Regions from separate parts of the Mus musculus genome. Here region 2 is linked to region 1. A link is a contact called in public HiChIP or PLAC-seq data. All regions are on one chromosome and are shown on one strand. Each heading gives the region's core, a stretch centred on a gene start, on an enhancer-like site or on the middle of the called end of the contact. The rest is flanking DNA. Distances are from core to core; before and after follow the strand shown.

Region 1 (3,761 bases), core at 688-3,187:
TAGCCCATCACGCACGATCTACGTGCATGGGTTGGAGGTAACCTGCCACAAGGCTAAGCTAAAGTTGTTGGGAACAGAGCTTTTCAAAAGCCAAGGTGCCTCCAAAGATAAGGCTCTGAATTTTTAGTCTGTAGTATCGGAAACAAACAGACAAGCATAAAAGCAAACTGAAGCAGATATGGTGAGACTTGCACACTAGCAGCCAAGAAGGCAGCTAACTCCAAAAGCCTACAGAGAACAAAGCACATCTCAGCTTTGTTCCCTGAGCTTAAGTGAGGGAGTCTACCACAGGCCACTAATAAAGAAACAACAGTGGATGCTCACAGTGAACTATTGGATGGAACACAGGGTCCCTAATGAAGGAGCTAGAGAAAGTACCCAAGGAGCTAAAGGGGTCTGCAACCCTGTAGGAGGAACAACAATAGGAACTAACTAGTACCCCCCCCTCCCCACCTCAGAGCTCATGTCTCTAGCTGCATATGTAGTAGAGGATGGCCTAATAAGCCATCAATGGTAGGAGAGGCCTTTTGTCTTGTAAAGATCATATGTCCCAGTACAGGGGAATGCCAGGACCAGGAAGCGGGTGAGGACATTCGATGGGACTCTGGAACAAGGTAAACTGTAGGACACAGATTTCCTGTGTCTTTCATTATTCTCCTTCAAGTGGACATTATAACCCAGGGAAGTTCAACTCTCTTTCCTTCCTGTCCCCCTCTTAATGGGTGTGTACATGGGGAGAGCATGTTTGGCTATGAGCACTTCACTTGCAATACTGACCAAGGACATCCTTTTGAGTGACTCTTACTGATGTCACAGTGCCAAGTGATAGTGTCCTTGTAGACTTATTAAGAGAACAAAGGGTTGTTGTGTGGAAGACAGCTGCCACAAGCTTTGCTGCCTTTGCTGGTTTTGGAAATGGGCAAGGCATAGTTCAAGTTGCAGAGCTGTTAAAATAACCTGTTTCCACTGTGTTTAAGGGAGAGGAGAGCTACAAAGACATAACGGTAAAGCTGAAGGGACTGGGATTGGAGAATGTCTAGATAATCAATATCTGGCAGGGGGAAGCGGATGAGATAGTGTCTAAGATGGAGCGTGTTCGGGAGGCAGCAATCGGGAAATTCAGCTATACAAAGGAGCAGAGTTTAGCAACAAGAAGCAGTTTGTGGGGATGCCAACTAAGGGGGGGTGGTGTCAAAAGTCTCACGAATCTTAAAAGTCACTGTCACCACAAGGAAGTTAGTACAGGAGCAGAATTTATTGGTAGTTATTAAAGTGGAAGTTAAGGAAATCTAAGTAGTAGCCATCTGGTTTCCTGTTTAGAAATGCCCAATGGAGGGGTGTAGGTGGGTGGGTGGGGACTTTAACCCTAACTTAAAAGTGGGGAAAACAAAGAAACCCTGAGGAAATAGCAGTGGGTGTGTGTGTGTCGGAAACGCAGGCACTGCTCTGCTGTTCTGAGAACAGTTTACAGAAGCAGCCTCATTCTGCGCTGTAGGTGGGGTTTGGTCAGCTGAGCAGCCCTGATAACCGTCTTTTGTGAAAAGTTCTGAGGCCGAGGCACATTTCCAGTGAGTTGCCAGAAGACAGGCATAGTTTGTGCTAATGGCTCCTCATTCTCACAGAGAGAACGGCAAGCAGAGCGAGGTAATAAGAATGCTACCACAGGCTGTCTCAGGGGCCATGTATGAGCCTTTGGCTACCTAAGAAGTCACTGGGTACTCAGTCACCTGAGTGGACTTTAGACGCACTTGTTCAAACATCCTTGTTTTCTCCTGTAAGAGAGTCAAAGCCCAGAGAGGGCGATGACAGGGGCTGTCTTCACACAGCAGGAAATGGGCGAGCTGGTTTGGGTCACGACTAGCCCAGTATTTGAAAGGAGTTGATGTTAAACTGCAGCTCACCAAGGCAGAGGCCTGTGGACCACAAAGCAAGAATGAGTCGTCAGCAGGTGGGAGGGGTGTGGCTGAGTGCATTCTTTTTGCTGACGAATGTGCACGTTCTGACTGTACACATTCCAGAAAATGCCCCAGGCCCCGGATTTTCAGAAACACCACCCTCTTCCCTTTTTGAGTTGGCTGCGAATGGTCTTTTTTGCTTGGAATCAAACACTGGTTATTTTCATACTGGGCAAACAGAGCCTGTTGGTTTTCCTCTCTTGGATAAAGAGTGTCTTCTCTAGCCACTCTTTCCATGGAGTGGTTTCCTTTTGCCATGGTTTATCAATGGGTTCCACGGGGTAAGTTGGATACACATGGGCAGGTTAAGATACATTGAGAGGAACGTGACACAGGCGCTGGGTAGTACTGCCACTTAGCTAACACTCCCTAAAGTATTATGACAACTGCCTGACCTCTTTAACTGGGAAATGAGAATCTAGTTTCTTAATCTCTTAATAATTGCCTCTTATTAAAAACCTGGTAGGGATTAGAATTTCAATTAAATTTAAATCCTAAGTGTGTATGAATGCTGTAGGAATGAGCCTGATAGGGCCCCAGTCTATGAACCACTGAGTTGGTTCTCAGATCAATTCCATCCTTTCAAGTAGCATTTTAAATTAGTTAATTAATGAGTTAATTAATATCTGGCCTTGGATAAACACCCCCCAAAGACCTAACAAGGTCCCCAAATTAGAAGTAATCTTTCTCCTCTCTTCACCCAAGCTGTGAAAAACTCCATTCTCCCCTCGTAGCTGATGTTAAAATGCAGAGCCAATGGAGCCCAAAGACCGACTGAAACTCAAATGGAAAGAGAAGGGCAAGGATTAGACTTCATCAGCAGTCATAACTCGTTAGCAGCACTAGCCGCCGCAACAGTTGTCAGTTTGCTGTAGCTCAGGTCAGTAGCAAGCCCTCGGACCCTTGTTTCAGGGACCGCCCCATAGGAAGAGCAGGAGACATCTGGCTGGTAACCCACTCTAAGATCTCCAACTCAAGGAGGGAACTCTGGCTAACTTTAGCATGCCAGTCTCCTTAGAGTCCATTTGAATGCAAACAAGCAGCAACACTCTTTCCTCTTCAACAGCCCTTCTGTGTAACCCCTAAACCCAGTGAGATTTTTACCCAGGTGAAAACTAGCCTGCTTTTTTTGCCCCGCTTCTGCTAGTTAAATGCATGGTTACCAGGAAACAGTGTGATATGTGTTATCTCCAGTGACTCCATTCCCAGCTCGTGATAATTATATGCACATCTTCAAAGAGCATGAAAGAGAATGCCAAAAGGGAAGCTTTCTGTTTTTTAAACTCCCTATGAGGAGGAGCAGAGGGCCATTTTATTAATATTTACTGAACCCAGCTACTTGGCGCAGGGACTTCAGCTATGTTATCCCACTCCACTTATACAGGAGTAACCAAGCAACATTCTCTGTGTTTTACAACTGCAAGGAAAGTTCTGGAAAGCAAAAATAATCAGCCGAATATCACGCAGACACCAGGACCAAAATGATAATCGAAGACTTCCTTCCACGTTTAAACATCCAATTTGGTTAACCTATCGCATGGTACGGGCCCAGAAAATTGTGTATGCATTGTAACATGGATTGAGGCTCATTTGCTAGGGATGCAAACAGCTTGAGAGCCTCAGAACCAAAGCATGGTATGCTGGGAAATATTATCAAGAGCCCTCCTACGGACTTAACCCCAAGACTAAGAGGAGAGAACAGAAGCAGGATGGGCCTTGAACCATAAGTTCCAGGACAAACTTAGGTACACAGTGAGATGGGAGACAAGACTTTAATCTCAATAAATAAATAAATAAATAAATAAA
Region 2 (3,625 bases), core at 90-2,589, 920 kb after region 1:
TAACCATAAATTATTGGTATGTCCAGCCTTCATCAAAGAAGCTTCAGGAAGCAGCAGCTGATGGGAAAAATGGGAACTGGTTAATGTGTTGCCAATAACTGATGGTAGACTCATAAGTCCTGAGTGGCCCAGCCATATCATCCCCGCCATGGCCCATGGGATATTATAGAAGAGTATGAAAGGATACTATAAAGACCAGAGGATAGGGAGAGACACAGCAAAGATGTCTTCTGGATATGACCTAGCCACTACATTCCATACAGCTGTGATTATCTGTACAAGACCTGCACAAGATTGAGCCCTGCAATGTCTCCTCACAGATGCGGGAGGGGCCCACGACCTCCCCACCGTGGATCATTGGCAATTAAGGATTACTTGGGAAGAGGTGTCATTTTCTTCCATGTGTAGCCATTGATAAATTACCCTTGCTCCAATAAACAACCTGCCATCCGCACATAGATAGGAGACTCTAATTAAACTCAGCAAACCACACACAAAAAGAAAACATGAAAGTAGAAGATGTCTTGTTGAGAGGGGCTCCAATGGAAAAGGAGGAGGAGGAAGAGGAGGACCAGGAAGAGAGCAGGAAGGGGGGGATGAAAATGACTAAGATCCAGTACATAGATTCATGAAACTGTCAAACAATAAAAACTGTTTTAAAAGAAAAAATATTTTAAACTTACTTCGATTGATCTCTTAGCCTTAGGCCATTCACTGAAATTCACAAACCTCCATCTTGTATTCTGTAAAGCCAGAAAATATACAAAACTCCCCCATAACTTTGGGCTAATAGATAAGATATTAAAGACTAGTGAATGAAGGACAATACTTACACACCTGATAGGGACACATATTAGAACATAAAGCTGGCTTTTATTGATTGTTAAGGTCTGGGGTACTGAGATAGAGGTATGTTTTGTAAATATAGTATTGCAACTTCAAAAAGTATTTGGCCATTATTTTGATGATGCTGATGGGGAATTGAGACTTTAGACAGATTTTTTAAAATTACTGATGAAGTGAAGAAATATGGATTTTAATCCAGATTGTGCCATTCTAAGGCAATGCTTTAAACAATGTTCCTTGGATAATTCATTTTGCTGTCAGAGCTCTTAACTAGTCACTCTTCTAGAATATTTTTTTCCTTCTTCCTTGAGAACAAACACACTTCTCTGTGGCTCCTGATAAAATTCAATTCCTGACTCTGTGGGCAGCCATTCACTCCATTTCCGTTCCCGCTGGCATCTGTAAATTAGCCTCTGGTAATTATCTATGTAGAAAGCAGCAGGCAGTATACAGAACAATGTAACTGCTGGTCAGATTCCAGGGTGGGAACTTAGCATTCCTGAGTCATAAATCAACCAACCATGGCCCAACTTAAAGGCTGTGTTTGCTCAGGCTTGAAAAATAGGCTGAACATCCCCAGCTATCAGCAAATGCACTCCCTACACCTCAAGTAGCAAAAACTTCCTCTGTAGGAAAGAGGAGGTTGTCCACACCTTGTCCTCAGAGGCAATCGATTCTCATCCAACGAGGTGGTAAGTATAGTTTGGGGGCATCTGTCGTACCTGGAGGATGTCTTGTCTCCATTTCTAGCACATATTCACAGGCTGGAAATGTCATCCCTGGAGCAATTTTAAGTGATTCAGAAGCCAGGATTCAAATATGAGAGCAGAAGAATAGCTTCCTAAAGGGCTTCAAACCTTACACCAATCCTTCACTGCATTCTGCACTGAGAAGCAGCCCAGCCTCTTCTGTTTCTGTTGTCTTGCTGTATTGCATTCTCAAACCCAGAGAAAATGAAAGACACAAAACTAAAGTGATCCAAGAATCCTAGGCAAAGGTGCGGTGAAATGTAAACCCTAAAATGTGTATGATGTGGCCCTCCACATAAAAATCCTGACCCACAGCTTACCACACCGTAATTGGAAATCATGTTGTATTTAATTCCTGGAAGTTTCTAATAAGACTACACCTTTAAGGGAGAACACCAGAAGCACACAGACCACTGCAGCCATCCATGGCACCCACCCATAGCACCCATTTATCTCATTGAAGACAATGAGGCATAGAAATCCAGGAGCCAAAGGTTAGATGAGCCCAAAGAGAGGAAAGAAAATAGAACTCCTCTAAACAACTGCAGTCAATTCTACTGGCAGATGGAATTGGGCCTATTTCCATAGAGCACAAAGCTTTAAATACCAGCATTGAAATGGCTCAGTTCTCCCCGGGAGAGGTGTCTCATAATACCCCTGATTTATTGGGATATGGAAGGAAGAAAAAGGATCGGTGACAGTCACATTGGAAACTGTGTGACATTAGAGACACACTTCATTGATTTCACCACTGTCCCTGGGCCACTGTCTTGGTTTGAGTTTTGCTGTTGTAATAAGATATGCCAATAAAAACCAGCTTAAGGAAGAAGGGGTTTGGTTTAGCTCACAATTTCATTTTACTGTCCATCACTGTGGGGAAGTCACAGCAGCTGGAGCTTGAGACATCTGGTCACATCACATCTTTGGTAAGGAACAAAAAGAAATGATTGTATACATGCATGCTTAACACTCAGTCAGCTTTCTCTCCTCTTATACAACCCACAATGCCAAACCAGGATTGGTGACCCCCACTTTCACTTCCAGATATTCCCTCACCAATTAAGGCAATCCATTCAACCCCACAGGCCAACCTGGTCTAGATAATGGCTCATTGACACTTTCTTCCCAGGTGTCTTTTTTTTTTAATTAGGTATTTTCCTCGTTTACATTTCCAATGCTATCCCAAAAGTCCCCCATAGCCACCCCCGACCCCCTACCCACCCACTCCCCTTTTTTGGCCCTGGCGTTCCCCTGTACTGGGGCATATAAAGTTTGCGTGTCCAAAGGGCCTCTCTTTCCAGTGATGGCTGACTAGGCCATCTTTTGATACATATGCAGCTAGAGACAAGAGCTCCGGGGTACTGGTTAGTTCATAGTGTTGTTCCACATATAGGATTGCAGTTCCCTTTAGCTCCTTGGGTACTTTCTCTAGCTCCTCCATTGGGGGCCGTGTGACCCATCCAATAGCTGATTGTGAGCATCCACTTCTGTGTTTGCCAGGCCCCGGCACTCACAAGAGACAGCTATATCAGGGTCCTTACAGCAAAATCTTGCTAGTGTATGCAATGGTGTCAGCGTTTGGAAGCTGATTATGGGATGGATCCCTGGATATGGCAATCACTAGATGGTCCATCCTTTCGTCACAGCTCCAAATTTTGTCTCTGTAACTCCTTCCATGGGTGTTTTGTTCCCATTTCTAGGAAGGGGCAAAATGTCCACACATTGGTCTTCGTTCTTCTTGAGTTTCATGCGTTTAGCAAATTGTATCTTATATCTTGTGTATCCTAAGTTTCTGGGCTAATATCCACTTATCAGTGAGTACATATTGTGCGAGTTCCTTTGTGATTGGGTTACCTCACTCAGGATGATGCCCTCCAGGTCCATCCATTTGCCTAGGAATTTCATAAATTCATTCTTTTTAATAGCTGAGTAGTACTCCATTGTGTAAATGTACCACATTTTTTGTATCCATTCCTCTGTTGAGGGGCATCTGGGTTCTTTCCAGCTTCTGGCTATTATAAATAAGGCTG

Evidence for each region. HiChIP or PLAC-seq counts read pairs in DNA pulled down with a chosen protein or histone mark.
Region 2: a contact with region 1 is called in an HNF4G HiChIP or PLAC-seq map of pancreatic cancer cells. The contact joins two enhancer-like sites. A contact is called at or near these places in 1 of 484 Hi-C or Micro-C datasets (embryonic fibroblasts) and 1 of 115 datasets of contacts at active chromatin or transcription factors (pancreatic cancer cells).

The regions. Positions count from the first base shown.
Region 1 is chr8:32,219,469-32,223,229 of GRCm38.p6, forward strand. It overlaps a transcript of Nrg1 not described here. Among named protein-coding and RNA genes, the nearest start is that of Gm22140, 35 kb to the left of the region's middle. Within about 2 kb of position 1,938, at least 33 of the 459 cell types and tissues checked have an H3K27ac peak or open chromatin away from gene starts, as enhancers often do. A contact at or near this core is called in pancreatic cancer cells, where this site is marked.
Region 2 is chr8:33,137,757-33,141,381 of GRCm38.p6, forward strand. The region is part of intron 2 of Gm33281 (a long non-coding RNA gene); the gene reads right to left. Among named protein-coding and RNA genes, the nearest start is that of Gm33281, 9.9 kb to the right of the region's middle. Within about 2 kb of position 1,340, at least 26 of the 459 cell types and tissues checked have an H3K27ac peak or open chromatin away from gene starts, as enhancers often do. A contact at or near this core is called in pancreatic cancer cells, where this site is marked.